3 separate regions of the Sus scrofa genome follow, and all the other regions are linked to region 3. The links are chromatin contacts, called in public Hi-C maps. All regions are on one chromosome and are shown on one strand. The core of a region is the stretch at or near the end of the contact, and the rest is flanking DNA. Distances in the headings are between cores, read along the strand shown.

Region 1 (4,995 bases), core at 1,072-3,571, 7.9 Mb before region 3:
TGGGGTGGTCACTAACCACATGTAGCTAGTATAACTGAGAAACTGCATTTTTAATGTAAATAGCTATATGTGGCTAGTATGCCCTACTGGACCATACCCTTGCAAAAAGTCAGCTCTTTTTACCCCTTCAGCTTGGATCCTCTACTCCACCCAGTCTGCTATACACAGGCCTACCTTATCTTTTCCATGTACTTTTTTCAAAATCTGATTGAGACTTTCCCCAGCAGCTCAATCATAATCATTTACTCACCCAACAGATATGAAATTGATGTGAAAAGTATCAGTTTTTTCCCTGCCTTATGATTTATCTCCATAACCTAGTTATAAAATTTGAGGTGGGACTCCTATCTTTATATATAAATCAACATTCCAAGTCTTATGGAACTAAATTTAAATGAGAATTTGAAATGAACCTTAATTCTGTAACTTCCTTAATTTAGAACCAAAATAAGCACAAGATCCTATTTATATTTTAAAAATACAAAAGATTTCAGTAAGGTATCACTGTATTTATTCTCATACAGGCATTTTTTTTCCCCCTATGGCTTCAACACCTTCCTCTCAAATATAGAATAAAAAAAATTCTCAAGGCTTAGAACTGGATCACTTGGCCCTTTCTCTTCTTATCTCCTCCAAGTTCAAAATGCTTGCATCTCTTAATTGCCAGCATCCTCTTGGATCTGCAGTTGGGCTCAACACATTCAAGCCTCAGCACAATCTTCTTTGTGGTTTTAGCCTTCTTCCGGAAAATTGGCTTTGTTTGCCCGCCATAGCCACTCTGTTTCCGATCATAGCGCCTCTTTCCCTGGGCATAGAGGGAATCCTTGCCCTTCTTATACTGGGTCACTTTGTGAGGCTGATGTTTTCCACACTTCTTACAGAAAGTCCTTCGGGTTTTAGGTACGTTGACCATCTTTGCAACAGGGGTGTTTTCACGATGAATACTGTGGTAAAATATTTAAAATACAGCAACAGACGTTAAACATTTTGAAATTTTAAGTTTTGTAAATATGGAAATAGTAACATTACAGAAATCATTAACGTATAAATGCACCAAATACGCATTTTCCACACGAATAAATATATATATGTGCACAACTCTTTAGAAGGCTAATCATCGGAGCAGTGATAAAATGAGGCTCACTAAAATAAGGGCCAGAGCAGCAGCATAAGGATGCCCTATACAGTCAGGTCCCCCTACTGACTCTAAGTTCCAAAGTGGGTTCCTTTGGTCCTTAATTTACCGTGGTTACCCAACAACTAAAGCGTGGTCGTGTGATAATCTACTCTCCTTCGGAAGAGTGGGAGAGTGAGCGCGAGAGCCAGTCTGGCTCCGGGTGCGGTGTAGCTGGTGCCAAGGCCGAGCCCGGCCCTTCTCTGAGGACCGCAGCAACGTGGTTTGACTTCTCCCTCCGAAACACGGTCTCCCTTCAGCGGCCCCGAAGGCTGACGTGTCCTTAACAAGTGCCTCCCGGCCCGGCAGCCGCCATGCGGGAGCCCCTTCCCGGAAGGGAGAAGCCCGTTCTTGAAATCCCCCAAGGCGGCGGGCCTCGCCCTCCCTCTCCTACCAGGGTTCGCCCGGCCACCCCGGGATCCTGAGCTTCGGGGGCTCCAGTCGAGACCGCTACCACTCCGCGTGTAGCTTACCAGTAAAACCGATGTCCACGTTCCGGGTCTCGCTCTGCTCTAGCCTCACCGGAAAAGGAGGATCGGGACGGAAGCAGGAACTGAGCCTGAGCGACAGCGCCGCGGCCCAATAAGAGGCGGGCAGCGACGCCCGGTCGTCTCCCGACGCGTCGGGGAAGCGCCAACCGACGGCCCGAGGGGCGGGCCGGAGGGGTGTGGGCCCGGGGGCCGCGGAGCTCCGCGAGCCAGTTGCTGGTTGTCAGGACAGTCTCCGCGGGAGTGGGACGAGGTTGCGTCCCTCGGTCCGGGACGTCCGGTGCCTGCGTAAGGATGAAAGCCCAGAGGACGCAGGGCCGCTGGAAGCGCAGGTAACGGAGCCGGGGTGCGGTGGGGCCGCGGCGGGCTTCTCGGACCCGTGCCGGATGGAGAGGACCGAGGCGACGCTGAGTCGCGGCTCCTAGCGGCGGGACAGCCTGAGCTGCAGCTGCCAGGCGAGGATGTGTGGAGCCCGGGCGGCACAGGGGAGCTGAGCGCCTTCGGGCCCCAGGACCCCCGGGGCCAGGGATGAGTTAGCGAGGGCAGCCGCGGAGGCCCATTCCGATCGCTGCAGGCCACGGCCGCCGCCCGCCCGCCCTTTCCGTGCGGGATCCGCTAGCTCCTTTACGCGCCTGCCCGCGCTCCCGGCCCCGGAGACCATGAGGTTCCGCATCTACAAGCGGAAGGTGCTGATCTTGACGTTCGTGGTGGCCGCCTGCGGCTTCGTCCTCTGGAGCAGCAATGGGCGACAAAGGAAGAATGAGGCCCTCGCCCCGCCGCTGCTGGACGCCGAGCCCGTGCGGGGTGCGGGCGCCCGGGCCGGGGACCATCCTGCCATATCCGTGGGCATCCGCCGGGGCTCCAACGATTCGGCGGCTCCGCTGGTCGCGGCAGCCCCGCAGCCCGAGGTGGACAACCTGACGCTGCGGTACCGGTCCCTAGTGTACCAACTGAACTTTGACCAGACGTTGAGGAATGTGGATAAGGTCAGCTCCTGGGTCCCCCGCGAGCTTGTGCTGGTGGTCCAGGTGCACAACCGGGCCGAATACCTCAAACTGCTCCTGGACTCACTTCGGAAAGCCCAGGGAATCGACAACGTCCTCGTCATCTTTAGCCATGACTTCTGGTCGACTGAGATTAATCAGCTGATCGCTGGGGTGGATTTCTGTCCGGTTCTGCAGGTGTTCTTTCCTTTCAGCATTCAGTTGTACCCTAACGAGTTTCCGGGTACTGACCCCAGAGATTGCCCTAGAGACCTGGAGAAGAATGCAGCTTTGAAAATGGGATGCATTAATGCTGAATATCCCGACTCCTTCGGCCATTACAGAGAGGCCAAGTTCTCCCAAACCAAACACCACTGGTGGTGGAAGCTGCATTTCGTGTGGGAGAGGGTCAAAGTCCTTCGAGACTATGCTGGCCTCATACTTTTCCTAGAGGAGGATCACTACGTAGCCCCAGACTTTTACCATGTCTTCAAAAAGATGTGGAATTTAAAGCAGCAAGAGTGTCCTGAGTGTGACGTTCTCTCCCTGGGGACCTATACTACCGTTCGCAGTTTCCGTGACGTTGCTGACAAGGTAGATGTGAAAACGTGGAAATCCACGGAGCACAATATGGGTCTGGCCTTGACCCGGGATGCCTATCAGAAGCTGATCGAGTGCACAGACACTTTCTGTACTTATGATGATTATAACTGGGACTGGACACTTCAATATTTGACTGTATCTTGTCTTCCAAAATTTTGGAAAGTGCTGGTTCCTCAAGTTCCTAGGATTTTTCATGCTGGAGACTGTGGTATGCATCACAAAAAAACCTGTAGACCATCCACACAGAGTGCCCAAATTGAGTCACTCTTAAATAGTAACAAACAGTACATGTTTCCAGAAACTTTAACTATCAGTGAAAAATTGACAGCAGCCCTTTCCCCACCTAGGAAAAATGGAGGGTGGGGAGACATTAGGGACCATGAACTCTGTAAGAGTTATAGAAGACTGCAGTAAAAAAAAAAAAAAAAAAAAAAAAAAAAAAAAAAAAAAAAAACGCAATCGCAAAAGGTGACAGTCTTCTATTTTTGATATTTGTCCAAACAGGATATACAATTGAATAAAAGAGTTTAGGAACTGGTTTCTGCTTTAATACAACAACAAAATTCTTATAAAAGTTGTCCAAATATAGTAATCTTTTCCTCTTGTCTGATTAAGATTTAAAACACAAGTTTTCACTTTGTGAGTTGGGTTTTAAAGTTTCTTGTGTGTCTGCTGAAGGAAATCATTGTTAACCAGTAAAAGGGGAAATTTTATTTAAATTGCATCTATTAATCTTTTTATCTGGAACTTTGTACACTTTTCCACTTTCAAAACTTATATTACATACAGCAAAGTTTATTTAAAATTGTCATACCAGTTAAAAGTATTACCATGAAATTGCTAAGAGTATTAACAAGCCCAGCTTCATTCTTGATAACAGTTACTAGGAAAGGATTGCTTCACTGGCTTTATAATTCGAAAGTTATGTTTGTTAAACACCCTGTCAGAGCAGAGTCACTTTTCAGTATTACAGATTCTTGTATTGTTGTGTTAAGATTTGCCTGTGCTTTGGAACATTCATAGGACACACTTTCTTTTGGAATGTATTTGATTGATAAGAAAGTTTAAACACTGTTTTCACCTCAATGTAGAAATACAGTGGTTTTGTTTTTTTTTTTTTTAGTGCTGCCAAAATAAAATACTCATTTTTGCATAAAAAGGTTCCTAATCATTTTGCAGAATAAACCTACAAACCAAAGTCCAGTAAAGACATTCTAAAAGTTTTAAAGTTAGCATTACATCTTATCTGTACATTGTATAACAGAGTTTGAAATACCAGCTCTTGATAGTGCATTCCCTTTGGAAGAAACTGGCTTTCAAATCAGCCAGGCATAGATAATGAGCAATAAAAAGCTGCTGTGTAAGTAAAATACAGCCAGAAATGATACAAAGTTCAGTCCTGACAAGGTGAAACATGTTCTAGTGCCAGCTTTAACAGAACTCATACTTTTTTTTGGTGTTTTTTCTTGGCCATGCCTGCAGTATGTGGAAGTTCCCTGGCCAGGGATCAACCCAGGCAGCTGCAGTGGCAATACAACAGCAACAGCAGGATCTTTAACCTGCTGCACCACAAGGGAACTCCCTTTTAAAAGAACAGACACAGTAAACAATAGGAAACAGGCTTAAAATTTACTCCAAATTGAACATGTTTCCCTTAGCAGTATCTAATTGTATTCAACTGGAAATATAGACTAATTTCTGTGTAGATATTGCAAGATTGTCATTTCAGTCTCAGAAAATTGTGTAC
Region 2 (4,411 bases), core at 560-3,059, 7.9 Mb before region 3:
AAAGGATCTGATTTAGAAAAAAAAAATGCTTTCATCATCTGGCTGCTTTATACTCTTCTAATGTTCGAATTTAACATTTATTCCATTTTGAATAATTATTTGTTTACTCACCTCTCCTAAACAAAGTAAACTCTTTTTTTTTTTTTTTTTTTTTTTTTTTTTGCCACACCACGGCATGCAGAAGTTCCTGGGCCAGAGCCACTTCAGTGACAATGCTGGGTCTTTAACCTGCTGAGCCAACAGGGAACTCACTCATCTTTGCCTTTTAATCATCTAGCATGGTGCTGGCATACATAGGGAACACCATAAATATTGAAGAAATGTGTTGAAATAAGAAGACTTTCTAAGTTCAGAAAAAATTTTGGAGGGAAGTAATGCAGTTCTGAACTGATATGGCAATACTAAGAATGAAAAGGTGGGTATTAGGAAATCTAGTGAAAACACAAAACATGACCAATGAGTGTCAACAGGGTCAAGACAGCATTATAAAAGCCTAATGCTTAGGTGTATACTGGATAAGAATTTAGCGTTATTTAGTGTAGATGAAGTTTACCATTAAAAAAAAAACACAACTCCAAGATCTGGTCCCAATGTACTAGGGCAGACTGATCTACACTATCCATAGACTGTGATTTCTCTCTTTAAGAATATGACATCACTGTGATTTACTGGATTGAGCCCACACGAGCTACAAACCTAAATGAGTAAAGTGTACTGTGAGCACAAATTAGGGAAGCCAGAGATACTCAATTACTTGTTGAATGCTTGGCATGCACAGAAACCTGGGGAAATAAAAGTAATGGAAGGTAATTTTAAGTGCAATTGGATTTTCAACCTCTCCCAAAATTAAATCGCGATATTAAAGAAAGCTTGGTGGAAACTGAACTGGGGTTATGAAAAATTAATAAGGTTAATTAGTATAAACAAAACACAGAAAAGGGAATGAGTATGGTATGTAGGACAGGAAGGAGAGAAACTAACTTTACAAAAGGAAAACAAATCTCAAGGTTGGCTTTTTTTCTGGGGGCGGTTCTTTTTGTCAAAAAAAACAAAAAACAAAAAACTGTAGCCCAATTTAAAATTCCCTGTGTATTTCTTACAGATGGCCAAGAAGCACATAAACATTGCTAATTATTAGAGAAATGCAAATCAAAACTACAGTGAGGTATCACCTCACACCAGTCAGAACTGCCATTATCAAAAGTCTACAAATAATAAATGGTGTAGAGGGTGTGGAGAAAAGGGAACCCTCCTACATTATTGGTGGGACTGTAAATTGGTACAACTGCTGTGGAAAACAGTATGGAGGTTCCTCAAAAAACTAAAAATAGAACTACCATGTGTTCTAGCAATCCTACTCCTAGGCATTTACCTGGACAAAACTGTAATTTTAAAAGATAATACGCCCCAATGTTTATCACAGCACTATTTACAATAGCTAAGGCATGGAAACAACCTAACTATCCATTAACAAAGAATTGGGTACATAAGATGTAGCACATACATACAATGGAATATTAGCCACAAAAAAAGAGAAGTAATGCCATTTGCAGCAACATAGATGGACCTAGAAATTATCATACAAAGTGAAGTCAGAGACAAACATTCTATGTTATCATTTACATGTGGAATTTTTTTTTTCATTTTTCAAAGTTTTACTGAGTATAGTTGATTTACAGTGTTGTGATACATGTGGGATTTTTAAAAATGATATATTGGTTTGATCCCTGCCCTGGTCTAGGGTGAGGTGAGCATGCAAAACTTAAGGGGGCGGGGCGCAAGACTACTACGACCCTAAGAGTGATGGCCTCCCTCGCCCCACCCAGAGCCTGGCCCTTCTTAGCAAATGGAATAAGGAGTCCGAAGAGTGTGTGTATGGGGTCTGGATGGTCTTTCCAAGTCTCAGATGCAGTTAAGCCAGTCACTCCATCCAACCCACTAGGAGTTGCAAAGAGAAAATTTGTTCAACAGAAGCCAAGTCAAATACTGTCATACCCCTTCTGACGTGGCAGGTGTCCCTCCGGAGCACCAAAAACGAACAAACAAAAAAACCAAAATCCCCCCAAAACATCAGCCCTTCAGCGCCGGGGAGTGCCACGCCTTGCCTAGCATTGGGCATCTCGCCGCATTCCAAGCGTGGATGCTGCATAGATAAAAAAAGATTCCCCCACCCCCCAAAAGACCCACAGCTGACTTTTCTCGGAAACTCGAGTCCCACGTGCAGCGGAAGCATGTTAAGTGTCAACAGCAGAAACTAGGACTCCGCCCAGACAATAACACTTGCGGCCGTCAGCGAGCGCGCTCCCGAGAAAGGACGCGGTGCCCCCGCCGATCGCCGGTTTCAGGAGGCCTGAACCCTCAGGCGATCCCTTTCCGGGCTCCGCGAGCCGCAGCCACAGCGCATGCAAGGGAGAGGGGACGCCATCTGCCCCTCGCAGGACTCGCGAAAGACGCCGCACGAAGAAAACCCGAGACCTTGGCACTACGATTAAGAAGGCAGATTGCCGGACAGCCGCGCGCTCGAGGACCCCGGCGGCGGCGCGGCCCGGCGGGAAGGGGGAAGTTTCAAAGCAGAGAAAGGGGAGTTGGTGGCGGGAGCTTGGGCTAAATGAAGCTGTATTGCGAAGTAGAGGTGATCAGTCGGCACTTGCCGGCCTTGGGGCTGAGGAACCGTGGCAAGGGAGTTCGGGCCGTGTTGAGCCTCTGTCAGCAGGCGCCCAGGACTCAGCCGCGGCCCCGGGCGGGGGGCGAGCGAGGCGGCCCGCACCCCGCCTGCCTGTTCATTTCCACCCTGAAGGACAAGCGCGGGACCCGCTATGAGGTGCGTGGGGGCGGGCAGGCTGTGCCAGGGTAGGCACCCGGGCGCTCTTGTCCTGAGCACCCCACCGTTCCCTAGGTTGGGCTTCGTCTTGGGGGTTCCTTAGCGCCCTGTCCCTGAGCTCGCACCACCACCGCCCGGACCCCGGGTCCTGAGCTCCCTAAGGACCTGAAGGAGGGAAGATTTTGAAAGTGCATGTTCTCATTATTTTTCTTGCTCGTTTCTGCGACTTCGATTGACAGCCTTGCCGCTTAGTAGTAGATGACAACGCTGCCCCTTTAAAGCCTTTGAAATTTCGGCCTACGTGAAACGAAGCTATACGTGATGAAGTATCAGTCCAGTTTGGAGGATTAGTAAAATGGCTGCACTTTGGTTCAGTAGATTCTTTTTCTCCCAGTCTTTTCTCTAGTTTGGTTTGTTTGTTTGAGCTCTTTGTGGGATGATGTATCTAAGTTCTAGACCAAATTAGCACAGTAATAAAGCAGTAATGCCTAGGTTGCATCTTGCATCCGGGGTTTTTCGTATGTACATAGCAGTAGTAAACTCTTTAGAAGAAGTTGGAAGTTGAAATAGACTTTCTAAAGCACAAGTTTTATAGAATTCTTTTACCTTGATTCCCAGGCTCGTTATCTTGTGAAAACGGCTAGAATACACTTCTGCATACTGTAATGAAATTGAGGGGACATTTTATCACTCACCCTTGCATGTGACACTTGACTGGATTTTATACTGTTTCTGGGATTATTTCCCTTAAAGTGTTGCATTTCACAGTGAATACTTAGTGGAGGAACGGGGATCTTTCATTTAGAACTACCGTAATGTTTGATGTAAGTAGGTGAAAGTCTAAATAATTCCCCCCATTCATGGAATCAATTCATATAATTTTTCTCATTTGCAAGGACTTTAGAAATCATCCAGCATTTTTTGTTGTTGTTGTCTGTGCCCATGGCATGTGGAAATTTCTGGGCCAGGGATCGGACCTGAGCTACAGCAGTAACAATACTGAATTCTTAACCTGTTGAGCCACAGAGGAGCTCCACATGTCACTCAATGTATTATAAATTAGAAATCTCTTAGGTAACAGAAGTAGATTCATAACCAGAATTGAATCTCCCTTTTCTCCCTGTTGTCTACTTTAAAATCTATCTTTTCATGCCCAGCTCAGGTACTGCCTATTTTAAGAGTCTGTAATGGTCCCGCTCTTAAAACTATGTCAGTAGGTGGAAATTTTAATCAAAATTTTATTGTAAATTGCTCCCTGAAGACTTGCTATGTGTAGGGTGCAGTTCTAGATACTGTGGGAAATAAACCTGATTTAGTCAGTGTTTTTCCAAGACTAAGAAGGGAGAAATAAATTATCGCTTACAATGGTGGGCTATAAGTGCTGCAGTAAATGTAGTAGCAGAGTGGTATAATATCAGAAATGAGATGAATTGTGATTAAAGGCCTTGAGATACTTTTATGGAAGAGACGGTGCCACAGGACTTGGGACATAGTAGGATCAAGTCAACATCTCTTGATTGAATTAGGGCGATTTGGTCCTCGACCCTGAAGTAAGTAGGTATTAGTGCTGAATGTGGAAGTGCCTTGGGG
Region 3 (5,021 bases), core at 1,154-3,653:
CTTCTTTGATGAGTGTTCAACTACATTTGCTTTTTCTTTCCCTATAACTTTTTATTTATATAAAAAATTTGTGTCATGTTATTAGATAGTAACTTCCAAATTAGATCTTTTTTCAGTTCTTTAAAACAGTTCTCTAGTTGTACTTAAATTTAATCCTTTTTATTGCCTGTGTATCCCAAGAGAGTTGAAAACTTAGGGTAAGTCTGTCATTACAGAATCACCGAATCTCTAGTGTTTTAAAATATTTACTGCCCAACTCGTTATCTTCATTACAAAAACATGTCGCGACTATTCCCCTTCTATCAAATGGCGTAATGGAGTCCTAGAATTTGGGGCGCAGCATTAAAGAAACAAATTCCAACCTCGAAAAAGTTAGTTACACACCCACGGAAGAACAGTAGAGCTTAGCTGTTTTCCTTTAATATGACCTAGTCAAGGAAAGTTAAATTGAGGAAAACGATATTGGCTCAATTAAAATACCACCTCTTTCAAGTGGCTGCCTGACAAGTGAGAGGTCTCTCAGAGGTTGCTCCTGCCATCCATCTCAAAAAACAAGGAAAGGATTACAGTGTCACTGAGTCTTCTGTAAAGAATGGTAATTCTAGGAGAAAAAGAGAACTGACTCTGACCAAATTTTGACAGACTGAGAGAATAAAATAATCTCCTATGGAAATGTATATACCCTGAGATACTAATGAAGTTCTCTAGCTAAAGAACTCTGCACATTTCTGTGATGGGGGGTGGTGTGTATCCTACTGCTTAGAACAGCAAGCTAAACCCTAACTGTAAACTTGGAATAAAGAATTCTTAGGATACTAACCCTAAAACCCTTAAAACAGTATTTAGAAGTTAAACACATTGGGCATTACATTCCCTGCATTACTTAATTAAAACACAAAAATAAGGTATGGCATAATATACATTCAGATTCTTTAAAGTGCACTTAAGATTTAAGCAGAATGTTTAAAATTTTCAGGCTTGAAATATTAATGTAATTATTGACTAACAATTTTTTCTTGCAATTGCAAACTCTGGTTTATTCTGACTATTTTATAACTTGGCAGAATGTAACTGGTAAGTGAATTTGTATTTATCTGCATTTTCAACACATTTATTAAGCACCTACCATGTGTAAAAGCACTGTTATGTATTCTAATAAGTGGAAGTATAAAACAGACTATGATAATCTCAAAAGTTTTATCACCTTTTAAGAATGATATGTGTAAATTACACAGCAATTTTATATGCACTATTTCCAAAAGTAAAGTAATTAAAATAAATGCATTCATACTCATACTTTTTAAATCCGCTAATGAATCAGGCACTAGTCAAGATCCTCAGGCCACACAATTCAATGCATTCTTCTGAGTTACAAGATAAATCAACAATCCAGCCCCCAAGTAAGCAGTTAAACTAACAAGTTCAGAAAGAGCTTCAAATTCTTAATTATTAGTGAATAGACAAAGACCATTAGGCACTCAAATCCTGTTAAAAGTTTAACTGGCTCCCTAAACAAGTTTGGACTGCTTATAATCTACTTTCAGGGTGAACTCTTTTTAACTTCCCTCCGCACTTTCTTGGCCCACAATGGTCTAACTCAGGATCTCGCATGAAAAATTGCAACCAGAATATTTCAGTGAGGATTAGGCAAATTAAACGCTAGTCTTCCAAGAATATCCAAATCCTTTCTTCTATCTATTTGTTTAAGAATAAGAACTAACTTTAATTATGGTGCTTAATTAGCAGGAAGAAGCAATTGAATTTCCTCTTTCTCCTTTACTTTCTAATCCAATTTTTCAGCAAGCCCTACATATCTAAAATCCATCCACATATTTCCACCTCCACTGCCACCACTCTACACACTCTCCATTATGGCTTGACCACAGGACTGCAATAGCTTTCCAACTATTCTCTGTGCTTCTATCCTTCCTTGTATTCATCACTCCTCACACAGAGGCAAGAGAGATCATTTAATAACTAAATTAGATCTATCAGTCTGCTTAAAAACCTACTGATAACCTTACAGAAGAAAGCCAGTAACTGTGGAAGGAATGATGGAATTAGAAAATCACCATTTGGCAACCATTATCATAATAATTGATTCAAATAAGAATCACAGGATACTATAACTAGCGGGTGTAAGATTGAGGAGTAGCAGGATATTTACATAGCCTCAAGGTATTTCTTCACAAGGTATTCATTAACTACAAAGAGCAAGATAGAAACTATAGTGGAGAAATCTTAAGTGATCAAAGTTAACATCATCAATAAGGACACAAATGACAGCATGTGCCTCCTAATAGAAATACAAGGTTACTTCTGTGGTATTCCTGACAAAAATGCATCACCTGAATCTAATCATGCAAAAAAAGTCATACAAACCTGAACTTTGGAATACCCTGCAAAGGAAATGGCTTGTATTTTTCAAAAGTGTTAATGCCATGAAACATAAAGAAACATTAAATTATTTTCCAGATTAAAGGAGACTAGAGACATGACAACTGCATGCAGTGTGTTATCTTGTATTTTCTTTTGCTATGAAGAGCATTATTGAGAGATTTGCCAAAATCTAAATAAAGCCTGTAGATTAGAAAAAAGCATTATACATTTTCTGATTTTCATAGTTGTACTGTGGGCATGTAAAATAATGTTCTTTTTTGGGGAAATACACACAGAAGTATTTAGCAGTTAAAAATGCTGATGGTTTTCCATTTAAAATCGGAGATTAAAATCCAAACCACTACAAGATCTGACCCCGTGTCCACCTCTCTGATTTCACTTCCTGTCACTCTCACCACTTAATCACTATGACAGGCCATACTGACCCGACAGTTCCGACAGCCTTGGAACTGGAATTATACTCCCATAACAATCCCAAGTTTCAGTTTAAATATCCCCCTTTTACAAAGTAATTCCCTAATAAATAGGTCTAAAGTTCAAACTTCCATTGTCTCTTTTTTACCACGTGGTGCAACTATTTTGCCTATTTACTCTTTGTTGTCTATTTCCTCCCACTAAATGTAAACTCATTAAGAGGGGAGGTCATGTCTTCTTTACCGTTTAAAGAATTTTTTATTATAGTTTATGTACAAATTCTTAAGTCTTATCAGCAGTGTTTAACTGAATACTGAGTTAAAATAATCTTCAGTCTTATTCTTAATTCTATTAAGTAGTTATATGAAAAAGTACTAATTCTTCTGTAAAACTCCGATCTGAGCTCAAAGCTGATACCCTTAGAGTCCATCTTCCTTCCTGCTTGTGAGGAGGGGTGGATAAAGGGGACGCCATCAAGATAACTGGGTTACAATCAGGACGTCAAGCGTGGAGACGCCTCCTCTACCATTTCCTTTGGCCTTTGGAAGAGTATAAGAACATCTCTCCACTTTGCTTTAAGAAAGAATAGGGAAGAAAAAGCGAAGGAGAAGAGATAACTCCTAGGAAACAGACTGGAGCAGCTTTTCAAGCAATTGGAAGACTCAAAGTCCCCCGACAACCCTCCGGAGAGAAACCGAAGAGGAAGGAATCAGTCCTGCTTAACCCGACCTCCGCTGCTTCTGCACAGGCGCGTTGCCCGCTACGCGCATTCCCCACCCCCTTTCCCCACAATTCTCTGTTCTGTGGGTAAGGATCCAGGAACAAGCCACAGAGAGGAAAACTATTGGTTGGAAGAACAGCCAATGAGAGAGCCTGTTACTAGTCTGCGTACTGAGGTGTGAGGGGTTCGCTTTGGGCCTGAAGCCTTAGGCGGCCTGGTGGTTTTAGCACGATGAGCTCAATCGGCACCGGGGTAAGTTCGTTGTTTCTCGGCGTGATAGTCTAGCCTAAGGATCAGCGTAGAAGGGAACGTGGACACACTGCCTGGGCTGCGCCAACTTAGGGTGCGCTGGTACTGCCTTGGGGCAAGTGGGCCGCTTCCAGTTGTGCGGGGCCCTGAGGTCTTTCCTTCGCTGATTGCTGAGTTCGTGTCTGCGGTGACTCGGACCTGACGCTTCACAGCTCAGGTGTAGCGGGCTTGGCGGCGCAGCAGTGAGATTTGGAGCCCCCTTTTGCTGAGTCACTTTCCTTAGCCGCTTAGGGAAACCGAAAGTGGAACCTCGTGGGGCCTGAAATTGTGAAGGATTTGGGCGACTCTTAGCCTCTTGAGAACCAGTAGGGCAAGGTGGCTTGGGATTCCAGGGTCTGAGCTACAGCTTTCCAGGGACCGCCGTTGCAGTTCCTAGGATGCTGCTGACTCACGGAGATTCTCTACGACTTCCTTTCGAGTGTGCTGTTGCACCGCTCTGTGTGAGTCCTTGGAAACTTGTCAGAATTAGTAAGGAAGCGCAATCTGAAGAATCCTTTCCATTTTTTTCTTTGTAGTCCTAGCTTTTGGTGTACAAATTACTTACCAGCACTTTGAGGTATCAGTGCCGTTAGTGTTTAAATGATTAGCTGCTGACTTAACCGCTTCTGACTCAATAGACAGACTGTTGAGGATTTTGGAGGTGGATTTGTTAACTTGTTCGGCTTTATTACTTTAAAACCTTTGATAAAAGTACTGCATATATGCAGTCTTCTGCTTACTCCTTTATGTATTTCTTTATTTAGAAAATACAGTTTTTGTTTAGAAATATTTATTAGTTGTTTGCAATAGAAGCATTGAATGTTGGGTTTCTCAGTTCATCAATTCCCACTGTTTGAAAGAGTTTGATATTCACCTTTAGGCCCAAATACTAGTTTTCCGAGTTTGACAGTGGGCAACTTAAGTTTGAAATGGTTTAATCCATTCGGTTATCAGATGCTGAGATTGTCATATCGTTTTTAGATTAGTAGATGTTCAGTAATGCATGTTGTAGTTAATTGACTTTTTGTTTTGTTTTGTTTTTGTCTTTTTGCCATTTCTTTGGCCGCTCCTGCGGCATATGGAGGTTCCCAGGCTAGGGGTCGAATGAGAGCTGTAGCCACCCGCCTGTGCCAGAGCCACGGCAACGTGAGATCAGAGCCGTGTCTGCAACCTACACGGCTCATGGCAACGCTGGATC

Evidence for each region. A called contact is a pair of places that touch in the nucleus more often than the background predicts.
Region 1: a contact with region 3 is called in a Hi-C map of liver, with 5 times the contacts expected there. The contact joins the promoter of MGAT2 here to the promoter of PSMA3 in region 3. A contact is called at or near these places in 2 of 47 Hi-C or Micro-C datasets (liver and skeletal muscle).
Region 2: a Hi-C map of skeletal muscle shows a contact between it and region 3, with 4 times the contacts expected there. The contact joins the promoter of LRR1 here to the promoter of PSMA3 in region 3. A contact is called at or near these places in 3 of 47 Hi-C or Micro-C datasets (embryonic fibroblasts, heart right ventricle and skeletal muscle).

What each region holds. Positions count from the first base shown.
Region 1 is chr1:179,476,143-179,481,137 of Sscrofa11.1, forward strand. MGAT2 (mannosyl (alpha-1,6-)-glycoprotein beta-1,2-N-acetylglucosaminyltransferase) reads left to right here and starts at 2,322. Exons shown (of 1, transcript NM_001128482.1): 1 at 2,322-3,662. The coding sequence starts at 2,322. The coding sequence ends at 3,662. RPL36AL (ribosomal protein L36a like) reads right to left here and starts at 1,678. Exons shown (of 2, transcript NM_213917.1): 1 at 1,648-1,678; 2 at 496-944. The coding sequence starts at 913. The coding sequence ends at 593.
Region 2 is chr1:179,459,639-179,464,049 of Sscrofa11.1, forward strand. LRR1 (leucine-rich repeat protein 1) reads left to right here and starts at 1,810. Exons shown (of 4, transcript XM_021101338.1): 1 at 1,810-2,821. The coding sequence starts at 2,609.
Region 3 is chr1:187,339,828-187,344,848 of Sscrofa11.1, forward strand. PSMA3 (proteasome subunit alpha type-3) reads left to right here and starts at 2,404. Exons shown (of 11, transcript XM_001927990.5): 1 at 2,404-3,787. The coding sequence starts at 3,767.